Regions from separate parts of the Zea mays genome. Here region 1 is linked to region 2. A link is a contact called in public Hi-C data. All regions are on one chromosome and are shown on one strand. The core of a region is the stretch at or near the end of the contact, and the rest is flanking DNA. Distances in the headings are between cores, read along the strand shown. Region 1 holds the start of LOC103628870 (presequence protease 1, chloroplastic/mitochondrial). Region 2 holds the start of LOC103627771 (protein CURVATURE THYLAKOID 1D, chloroplastic).

Region 1 (6,254 bases), core at 1,213-3,712, 560 kb before region 2:
TGAAAAGAGAGGCCATAAAAAATGCCTACGAACAGAAGAAAAGGAGCACCCAGGTATATTAGCACAAACAGACATATTGGGAAGAATCTAACAAGGAAGAATATACTAATAAGTTACTGCAACCTACTGTACTAAAGCCTAGAATAAACCCAGTTTAAACAAGAAAGCAGAATGAATACAGGGGAAATGCAACATCTCTGGACCCAGGTTCATTGCAATGCTTAGTCAAGCAACTCATCAGGCAAAAAATGAGAGCAATGTACCAACCTATAGGTCTGGACCTGATCTCAGCTGGCAATTATAGTACATAAATTAACCAAAATTTAACTAATTATATGGTCAAACCATCAAAGTTCAATCTCAGCAATAGATTAAGGTAGTAGAACGGCCTGATCATGTTATGCCCTTTGACAAGGAGATCTCAGGATGATATCATGTAAAGGATAATAAGAGATGTAATTGCATCACATTCTCCTAAAGGCTAGTGAGATCGAACAAGATGCCAAGAAATTGAACATCTGAAACAGAACACCCATTTACCTGTTGGGATACACGTCCCATTATGTTATCAGGTTGAGAGTAAACTCCTTTCATCTCATTGAAGACGACACCTAAAATTGTTAAAGGATTGCATTTTGAATGACAAGTAATGTCACATGTAAATTTTGCTTACTATATTTATTTAGATTGAGCAAACAAACCTTTGTATGTTATCTCTTCTTCAGGGTTGTCAAGCTCATAGTGCCAACCTTCTTGTTGAAATGTTTGGAAGTCGTCAACACATTTAGGGAAAAAGACGGCATCAAGATATACATCTACCAAGTTGTAGAAATCCTGGAAAGCAACCAAGTATACAATGATAATGTTAAACAAAGAGTTTCTGAACAAATGATGCAAGCACATTTGTGGCCATTAGGTCTTACCTTAGTGTTTGTTGATGCAACCGGATAACATGTCCGATCGGGATATGTGAACGCATTCAGGAATGTATGCAAACTACCCTTTAGGAGCTCCACAAACGGTTCTTTTAAAGGATATTTTCTTGATCCGCAGAGAACACTATGTTCAAGGATGTGGGGTATGCCAGTTGAATTTTTCCTGGTAATAAACAAAATCTTCTTTACAACACGAAAATAAGCTTACATGCAATGATTCATTCTTTCACTATATGTGCCTAGGGCTGCCCAGCTCATTTTTTGTACAGCAAATCCTACGTCTAATGGAGATCGGAATACTGATTTACCATAGACAAAACAAAGAAACAAGGATTAACTGCACTTACGGAGGGGTACGGAAAACAATGCCAAAAACTTTATTCTCATCATCATTTGACACAGACATTACTTCAGCACCCGTCTTCTTGTGCTTGTAAAGAACAGCAATTGATTTGCACTCATCTATAGTCTGTTCAGAGACCTTTTCAAATCCGAGCTTTGTGGCATACTCATGTACGTCATCTGTATCTGATTATGTCAGAAGAAAGAGGTCACACATTTGATAAGCATATGACCTTGATTTTTTTCAAATAGCAAAAGGATGCGGTTTGAATGATGGTTGCTTTTCAAATAGCATATTATTATCAGCTCCAGCAGCCTCATGTCAACACTTTGAGCAAAAATCACAGAGAAATTGTGTGATTTATGAGCGAAAAAATATCAATCATGAGACCTAAAACAGTACACAAAAGGAAACCCCACCATAGACTAACCATCATTTTCATTCCAAACCAGCTATGCAGTTCGAAGTGATTCAACACATTGCGTCCATTTGCTTCCGCAATTGCAAGTAAAATAGCACACTTCACAACCATTTCCGCTACAGATAGGTTCAAGCAGAAGCAGTTCTGTTCTCACCATAGGGCACGGGAGAGGGCGAGGTAGATACAGCGGAGGCGGACAGCCTCCGCGCGAGCTGGGGCGCAGCGGCCGGCCAGTACCGGCCGGAGCAGTGCAGCGGCGCCGCAGCGACCAGGAATCGCGCGCCGCCGCGGGGCAGAGCCGAGTAGCCGCGCGCCGGGAGTGAGAACGAGGACGCCCGGCGTGCCAAGGATGAGGCCGCGGCAGCGGGCACGACGACGGGCCTGCCCCTGCGGCAGCGGTGTAGGAGGCGGCGGCCTGAGGTGCGGAGCAGCGCCACCCGCTCCATGCCGCAGGTGTCCAGCTTGCCGGTCTGCCTCTGGACTCTGGGGTTCTGGATTGGAGTTAGGGGCGGCGTAGGTCGTTGCTGCGAGTGGGATTGCGATTAGGCTTTCAGTTCCTGGGCTCTCCGTCCGCACTATGGCGAGGTTTTGCTTGGGCTTAAACAAGATGAGGTGGACTGAGGAGAGGTGAAAAATCTTCGATTTTTGTCTAGCTCTTTTTTATGGCTGGGATTGTTCAATGGAATTTCGTGTGGCTGATGGTGAGTTGGCGTGGATTGTGGTACACGCAAAGTGTTCGCGAAATTTGGCGTCGTTTAGACGTGTCTTCACCGTGGACATTGGAGGGACATACAGAGTTTTGCAAGTTTGTCTTGGGTGTTTTGAATTCTACCCTTTTCCACATAATACAAGGCTCATATAGAATTCCAAATACTACCTACCTCTATTCTTAAATATCTATCATTTCCTAATTTATTTTTATATTAAAACACGATAAATATTTGATGGTCACTGAACGCGCTAACGAAAGGGCTCCTAGTCGCGGGGCGCGTTAATTAGTCCGAAGAGATAGGTGCGCCCTAGAAGAACCCGCCCTAATTGAACCATGTGGCAACGAGTCTGTGGCCGGGTTTGGTGGAGCCTGACAAGAGAGAACGGGCATGTCAGGAGGGAACCACTTGAGTGGGTCCCGCGTCCGACCCTGAATTGACCCGCCATAATGACTGACCACATTAACCACGCCTGACACCTCCCCACGGCGTGGGCGTCGATCCACTTTCCACTCATGACCTACGTACCTCTCGGACCGCATAGCACTTATGACCTACATGCCCCTGGACTGCGACGTATTAATAGCCCACGCACCCCTCGTACTGTGCCGCACTTATGCCTATCGAACTAGGCCTGAGTGCACAAACCTCCCGCAAGGTACTACACGACGGACTGTGTCGAGTCCCAAGCTACGGAAGCCAAGGGTCAACATAGACGAAATGATGGCGCCTGAGACCATCACCGCCCCTGTGATAAATTCGTGGCAACCAGGCAGCCTCAGGACCTGCGAGTACGCATGGACTCATCCGGAGTAAAACACTGATTTTATCGTTCCCTTATGGCTCCTTCACGGGAAAGCCATAGCTGACCAACCCCTATCCCCGATCTATAAAAGTGAGAGGCTGACCTCTAGGCAGGAGGAGGGACGGAGAGATCAGCATACGGTGATGAGCCCACAAGAACGAGCAGGAGGAGCGTCGACGAGGACTAGAAGGCTAGAGCCCCTGCCAAGCGAGGACTTATATATGACTCCACCTTACAGCTTCTAAGCTTTACTTTCACCCCGATAAGAGATCTGGGAGCCTCTCCTCACTCTATCGACTGCTTGTAACCCCTACTACAAGTTTGGTCATCAATTGTATCAGTAGCGCAAGGCGTTGATAATTGGATGTAGGGACGTTCTGCCCAAACCAGTATAAATTGTGCACCCTTCGCTTATGTCCTTCGAAGCCTGGAAAACGCACAATAAATTTACTTGTCGGAGCGAGATACGAAACACCGACAACCCTAAACTAGTGTCATATCCTTATTCTCTACATAATTCTCATCATTTTCTTTATAATAATATAATTTACTTCCTAAAATATATGTTTTATGACTTAATTATTGGAGTATATTTTTCTAGATGTTTTAAACAATTTAAATATATAGTATTTAAATTTTTAAGGTATTATTTTGAGTTACCTTGTTAGAGATTCTCTGAGGTAAAGAAAGCAAAAGACAGCAACCATTCTGAAAGTCGCCTAGAGAGGGGATGAATAGGCAGAAACTGAAATTTACAACTTTAAACATAACTACAAGCCGGGGTTAGCGTTAGAAATAAATGTGAGCCCGAAAGAGAGGGCGAAAATAAATCACAAGCAAATGAAGAGAGTGACACGGTGATTTGTTTTACCGAGGTTCGGTTCTTGCAAACCTAGTCCTCGTTGAGGTGGTCACAAAGACCGGGTCTCTTTCAACCCTTTCCCTCTCTCAAACGGTCACCTAGACCGAGTGATATTTCTTCTCAATCAAATGGGTCACTTAGACCCCTACAAGGACCACCACAACTTGGTGTCTCTTGCTTTGATTACAAATGTCTTGAGAACAAGAATGGAGGAAGAAGAAAGCGATCCAAGAACAAGAGCTCAAAGAACACGAGCAAAACTCTCTCTCTAGTCACTATTTGTTTGGAGTGGATTTGAGACTTGGAGAGGTTTTGATTCTTTTAAATTGTGTCTTGTATTGATTGCACTAGCTCTTGTATTGAATGAGATGTCTGAAAACTTGGATGTCTTGAAGTGCTGGTGGTTGGGGGGTATTTATAGCCCCAACCACCAAACCAACCGTTGGGGAGGCTGTCTGTCAATGGGCTCATCGGACAGTCCGGTGCGCCACCGGACACTGTCCGGTGCGCCAGCCACGTCACCCAACCGTTAGGGTTCTGACGGTTTCGACCGTTGGAGCTCTGTCTTCATGGGGCACCGGACAGTCCGGTGCCGCACCGGACAGGCACTGTTCATTGTTCGGTGCGCCTTCTGGCGCTGCTCTGACTCTGCGTGAACTGTCCACGCACTGTTCCCTTTTGCAGATGACTGTTGGCACAGTAGCCGTTGCTCCGCTTGGCGCACCGGACAGTCCGATGAATTATAGCGGAGCGGCCTTAGAGAAACCTGAAGCTAAGGAGTTCAGAGTGTACGGTCCCTGGTGCACCGGACACTGTCCGGTGCGCGAGACTAGGGCACACTTCGGTTTTCTTTTGCTCCTTTCTTTTGAACCCTAACTTGTTCTTTTTATTGGTTTGTGTTGAACCTTTGGCACCTGTAGAACATATATCTAGAGCAAACTAGTTAGTTCAATTATTTGTGTTGGGCAATTCAACCACCAAAATCATTTAGGAAAAGGTTTGATCCTATTTCCCTTTCAATCTCCCCCTTTTTGGTGATTGATGCCAACACAAACCAAAGCAAATTTATAAGTACAGAATTGAACTAGTTTGCATAAGGTAAGTGCAAAGGTTGCTTGGAATTAAACCAATTTATATTTTCACTAGATATGCATGGATTGCTTTCTTTCTTTTAACATTTTGGACCACATTTGCACCACTTGTTTTGTTTTTGCAAATTCTTTTGGAAAATCTTTTCAAACCCTTTTTGCAAATAGTCAAAGGTAAATGAATAAGATTTCGATAAGTATTTTCAAGATTTTGAAATTTCTCTTCCTTTGACTTACAAAACTCCCCCTGGTTGAAATTCTCCTCTTAGTGTTCAAGAGGGTTTTACCAATATGAAAAAGATTTAGATACCAATTGAAAATTCCTTCTTTATAGATACCAATCGAGATATAAATTCTAGGGAATACCAATTTTGAAAGATATTAACAAGATACCAAATGAAAACTTTATTTGAAAATTTTGAAATTGGTGGTGGTACGATCCTTTTGCTTTGGGCTATTATTCTCTCCCCTTTGGCATTAATCGCCAAAAACGGAGACGTTTGAGAGCCCTTTTAAATTCTCTCCCCCTTTGGCAAACAATATATGAGTGAAAGATTATACCAATGTGGAGAGTGGTGTGGAGTGACGGCGAAGGGTAAATAATAGCGATATAGTGGAGTGGAAGCCTTGTCTTCGTCGAGTACTCCATTTCCCTTTCAAACTATGACTTAGCATAAAATACACTTGGAAACACATTAGTCGTAGCAAATGAAAGAGACAAGATCAAAGGTATGTAGATGAGCTATGTGTGCAAGGTGTCAATCAAAGTTCCGAGAATCAAGAATATTTAGCTCATTCTTAAGTTTGGTAAAGGTTTTCTCATCTAATGGTTTGGTAAAGATATCGGTTAATTGTTCTTTGGTGCTAATATAGGCTATCTCGATATCCCCCCTTTGTTGGTGATCCCTCAAAAAGTGATGTCGAATGTCTATGTGCTTAGTGCGGCTGTGTTCAATGGGATTCTCCGCAATGCGGATAGCACTCTCATTGTCACATAGAAGAGGGACTTTGCTCAATTTGTAGCCATAGTCCCTGAGGGTTTGCCTCATCCAATGCAATTGCGCGCAACAATGGCCTACAACAATGTACT
Region 2 (5,826 bases), core at 3,045-5,544:
CGGATAATTGTCGGGTAGTTCGTCCCGATGATATTAATTGTCCAACCACCCAACAAATACATAAATTAAGCAATATATAATCATGTATTTGATATATCAAATGTAGGAAAGGAAACCGATAAAATTGACATCATGCAGTTCAAATTTACTAATTACAAGGACATTGTAGAACCAATACCGCAATATTAAAAATTCATAAAATATTCTAGTTTCACTAAAAAAAATTACAAATAAGTTACAAAAACAAATAAACATTTTATACGAAGATAACTCAAGTCCTCATATGAAAATAATAAAGTAAAGTACTGATTATATTGAAACTTGGATACTTATAGTGATTTCACATGCAACTCATACAAATAAGTGACCGTGAAATGGAAAAACGCGAGCATCTTATAGATCTTATGATCCAAACATTTTTTATGGTTATATATGAACATATGTTGTGCCTCCATAAAATTTCATGGTTTTTTTAGGCTATTTATATATTATTAATTTCTTGTCGTAGAAAATCATCAAAATACAATTAAATCCATCAAATAACATAACGTCGACTGAAAATTGCAAATAAGTTACCAATACTAATAAGTAGTCTATACAAAGATAACCTTAAGTTACCACGTGGAGATAACCTTAAGCCCAGTATATTAATTTGATATAAATTTGGAGATAATTTTAATGATTTTGGCCTAAATATATGTTTAAATAAAAATTGATGTACTACAAAGTTATAGATCTCTTCGAGCTCTACAATTTTCATATAAACTTTATCTTCATCCAATTTCATATGTAAAAGTTATGATTTTATAACTATATTATTATGCAGAAAAAGAAAAAACGGGTACCCGAATTCCGGGGTACCCGTATCCGACCCGAATATCAGGGTATTTACCGGGTAGTCCTCGTTTCGTATCCGACCCGAATCCGAAGCTACAGTGTCCGGGTATTACCCGTATACGTCACGAATATAAAAATACGTGAATCCGTATCCGAAAAAACGGGTATTTGTACTACCCGTATCCGGTACCCGACGGGTATACCCGACCCGTTTTCACCCCTAATCACTCAGCTTATTGATTCACAAGCTCTACAGGTAAGATGGTGTCATGGTGATATAAAACTGTCGAGTATCGTAATTAGGGGTACCTGGATTACACCCCTAAACACGCTTAACCCCTAAGCTACCGTGGGACACATTCCCCGAGGTCAAGAAGGCATGAGCCACGATTCGCCCGGGACCCAACTCGGCGGTCGCTCAATACTCTGCCTAGTCCGAACCTGCCCTCGGGCGAGGGTAGCACTCAAGAAAATCCTCGTCCCGTCCGAGGTACCCTCTCCGCGGAACAGCTGTTTCTGCCTCGCCCGAGCCTGTCTCGGGCAGAAGGACAACCCCGAGCCCGACCTCGGTCAAAGGTCGCGGGAACCGCGGAGACATGGGCATTCAATGCGGATACCTACCCCATGTGACACCGCAGTCAAATAGGAGCGACAGGACCGCGGTGCCGTCCACTTTCACCAACTACGATGACGCATGCCCGGGAATAACGACTACTGCTCCCCCACGACGTCTGCAGAATTCAAACAACTTCGGATGGGAAGCGCGTACGGCAAAGCATGGTCTGGACCTCGGAAGGAAACTACGCCTCACCCGAAGCCGGCCCCGGCCTCGGAGCAAACTCCGTCTCGCTCGAGCTCGGCCTCGGCCAACTGTCCCCCGCGAATCCCGCAGAAGGCCACTCCTTCAACTGTTCCAGCCATGGCCTCGAGAAGACTTCCACCTCGTCCAAGCATGGCTTCGGCCTTGATAATATCGACAAAACGACGCCCGACGTCACCAGAAGCTGAAGAGCTGACGTCGGATACTCTACGTTATTGCTAAAAGCTTTTTACCATACTTACCACTGCTCCAACCACTACGACTCAGACAGCTCCTCCATCGGACAAGTTCGGGTACATGTCCGAGCCCCAGAGGCCCAGACCTTGGCCTCGGCTCTCTGCTCGGTCAAAGATGCAAATACAGGAACTAGACATCCCCTTCCCGGCTCAAGTCAACAGCAAGTACGAGGACCATGACAATGGCCATGCTGGCTACAGGGACTCGGACGCTCCTGGTCACCCTCCTTGAGCTATAAATAGAGGAGCCTAGGGCTTCAGGCGGAGGAGGAAGACTTCATGCTTTCCACCTCCACGCGAATATTGGTACTTGCCTCAATCAACCCCATGGACTTGGGATCCTTTCCCTCTCCCGATAAGCTTGTATTTCCTACTGCAAGCACTTAGGAGCAAGTAATATAAGTCTCATCTCTCCTCTGCTGAAAGTAAGGTCTTCTCTTGTCAGAACCAGGATAAAGACTTGTGTCTCCTTGCATCACCCATCTGGACCAGAGCACGTAACACTAATTCACTAGACGGTAGGATCCTCGAGTCAAAACACCGACAAAAACAATACATGATAGTGAGATGTACTATATGCATCACGAAACAGTCTCGTACTGCAATCATGTACATGGTGTGCATTTACTTGGGCCCTCCAAAATCCCAGGACCCCAATTTTTCCAACTACTATACGTTGTATTAGTACTAATCAACAAATTAGATGGATAACAAATAAATTAGCAATAAAATTTCCGTGCCCCGGCCAATCAACTCCTAAGGCTCATGCATTATCCCTACCTCCAATTGATACCCACCATAGAGTCACAAGGAGGCATCTCTCTCACTCACTTTAATCTTTCAATCAACAATCACCATAACTAATGAGTTTTTTTAAATTAACTCACATCTCATTGCAGAAGGATAGCACATTTTAGGTAAACACTAGTGTATCATGGTAGTCAATCTTGCGAGAGTCCCAATATTTGTTTTTGGCAAGGCATAATGATAAGAGAATAGGATCCATTTTTTTCTCAACCTGTAAAACGTTGTTCGGTTATTCCCATTCATATGGAATTGGAGGGGATTGAGATGAATTTTGACTTGCAACAGATTTAAATCCACTCAATCTCCTCCGATCCACATAGATGGAGATTAAAACGAACATGCCCTAATTGGGCCCAAATTTCTGTTTCACGCACCATAAGCCTCAAAATTATCCGATACAGCCCTGACAACGATGTAGGTGATAATGCAATTAACTGGGCCAATCAAAACAGCATTCGTGGATGTTATATTTTCATAGGTGATCCTCTTTATTTTGTATGGACTGCCTAACAGAAAAAAGTTACTGCACTCTCACTATATTAGTCTATTATAGCAATGAGCCAAGGACAGCAGTTTCTGTTTTGCCCAGATGTAGTTATATTGTCAAATTGAGCTTATTGGTTTTCTGTAGGACTCATTTAAGATATAGGATAGGAAAAAAAGCATCCCAGTTCGGTTTAATTCTACATAAGGCTCGTTTGGTTAGGGGTGAATTGAGGAAATTAAATTTCCTCCTATACAAATTTTTGAATGGGAGGGATTAAATCCCCTCAAATCCCATTGAAACCACCACAAAACGAACAAGCGCTTATGTTCGGTTGTATCTAGATCGGAGGGAATTGAGGGGATTAAATTCCTTCCTATATAATTTTGAATAGGAAGAGATTTAATCTATTCAGCATTCAAAACTGCATAGTAAGGGATTTAATCACTGTAGCATTCAAAGGTGGCACCGCATCGGAATCGAAAGGCAAAATAAAGCCGCTGGGACCTGGGACCCTGAACAGCAAAGCAGGTAACGTGTCCGCAGCACGGCGGCGATACCTTGCTTAGAATCTCATCCAGGCCGCCATCATCTGGGGATGATGACGCCTCTGACGGCACCAGCTCTGCCATAGGCGCCTCCGCGGAGCCACTAGGCGCGGCGCTAACCTCCTCGGCCTTGTCGTCGGCAGGCGTATCGGGCTTGTCCGTGACGACGACGGCGTAGGAGGCGGATGCCGGCTCTTCGGAGGGCACCGGGCCAGGCACGGCCGCGCTGGCGCAGCGCCAGACTGAAACGGAAACTGTCAGAGCAAGCGAGACAGCGCGTGAGGTACAGAGTGAGGGCTGGGTATGCCGTACCTCGAGTTGGGATGCGGCGGTGGGGCGGAACGGCGGTGGAGGCAGACGCGCCACGTCGGGGCGGGGCGAAGGATATGGGCGCGGCGGTGGCGCGGACGGAGGATGGGGGTGTAGAGACGCAGAGCTCCATGGTCTGTCCACTACTCCACTCTCTGTGCTCTTTCTTCTTTCTGTGGACGCTGTCCTGGTTGGGTTTTGAGGTTTCTATGAGCCGCGAGGAGGAATGGGGGATGAGGACTTGAGGAAGTACTCCTACTGGTGGAGTGCACCTCCAAGGCTCCTGGTGCTCCTGCAGTCCTGCTCCTGCAGTCCGTTTCCTGCTCGCCCCACAACGGCTCGGCAGTTTGTGTGACGTACTGACGTCCGAGTTCCGACGACTCACGGCTCCCTTGCCTGGCTGTGCGTTTGGGTCTCTGCTGTCTGGGGCCGAGCCGATTCTTGTGCATTGGTGGTTGGACGACAGGTGGTGGCGTGGTGCTTCCGTGCTTTCGCTTTTGCTTCTCTCCTGTTCCCGGGGGGCCGTCATGTCTGTGGAAAGAATCTCCTTTTTTTTAATTTTTTCTTTCGTCGGTGCTTGTCCACTGTAGCAACCATAACTCCATATAGGCAGAAAAAAGTTTGACCATCTGTTCAGTTGCACGCCATGAATTTGTTTTCTTTAGAGGCCGTTCGATTGTTCCGGAATAGAAGCCTGCAACAATTTCTAGCCAGTTTGTTTCTCTAATTTATATAAATTTTGATCAGCTGGATTGATTCCTGGTCTATTCCTGAACAACGCCTAGATCGTATTTAAACGTCTTCGGTCATCAAAGATTGTGAACTAGCATTCATTCTAGCTACTTGAACTATTATCGAAGTCGATGTTTCCTTTTCAAACACCAAACTGACCTCCTAAATCCTTAAAACGCTTGAATTATTTTCTTGTCTTGGTTTGAATTGATTTAAAAAGTGGATTTGTCCTTTTTTTTTAAAAAAATAGGTAAATACTTAATGAATTTTTAAGCCCCATAGAATGGCATAACATTCTATAAAAAAATCTATCAAAACCATGGAGGTAGATTGATACATGAAGAATCCAAGGGGCTATTGTAGCACTCTGAAAATTCAAATCTAGAAAATTTCTCCAACTCGCTCTAAATTCAAAATAAATTTTAAATTTTGTTTTAAAATTTTTGTTTACGAGTTGATCTCAACAAAGAAAATATAGTGATCTATTTTCCCTCCAAAATTCTCCTCAAAATATTCTACAAATATTTTTCCAGACATCTCCTCAAACTCTTTTCAGAAATATTGCATAATATTCCACTGATATTTCTCCAAATATTTTTCTACTAAAAATATCATCAGAATCATTTTTAAAATCCTTACAAATATTTTCTTAATAATTTTCCATTTGCTCATACATATATATGCCTCCGATGTCATACAATAAGCTCTACAATCTAATTTTACTTATCCACGGCTAATACATACTTATCTCCCACTAATCCTCGCTTCCTCCAACTAATCCTCGCCTCCTCCCCTAATCCCCCACCTTGCATATAAATAGAGGGGCAAGGGTCTCCCTCATGCCATCCCAAGCCATTTCATGACAACTCACTCCCACTCACTCCCACACAAGCACAACACAAACACAAGGATCGTTCACTCACTCCCACACAAGCACAAGGATCGTTCGTTTGTTAATTCGATCGTTTGTCCAAATGTTTTTAGTTTGTTCGATCGTTTGTCCGATTGATTATGGTTTTTTCGTTCGACCAAATAATTATTGTTCAGTCGTCA

The links. A called contact is a pair of places that touch in the nucleus more often than the background predicts.
Region 1: a Hi-C map of ear shows a contact between it and region 2, with 2.8 times the contacts expected there. The contact joins the promoter of LOC103628870 here to the promoter of LOC103627771 in region 2. A contact is called at or near these places in 3 of 25 Hi-C or Micro-C datasets (ear, leaf and tassel).

Annotation. Positions count from the first base shown.
Region 1 is chr5:218,038,658-218,044,911 of Zm-B73-REFERENCE-NAM-5.0, reverse strand. LOC103628870 (presequence protease 1, chloroplastic/mitochondrial) reads right to left here and starts at 2,462. Exons shown (of 19, transcript XM_020538705.1): 1 at 1,854-2,462; 2 at 1,283-1,463; 3 at 924-1,098; 4 at 702-834; 5 at 541-611. The coding sequence starts at 2,145.
Region 2 is chr5:217,484,030-217,489,855 of Zm-B73-REFERENCE-NAM-5.0, reverse strand. LOC103627771 (protein CURVATURE THYLAKOID 1D, chloroplastic) reads right to left here and starts at 4,294. Exons shown (of 5, transcript NM_001156482.2): 1 at 4,045-4,294; 2 at 3,745-3,974. The coding sequence starts at 4,174.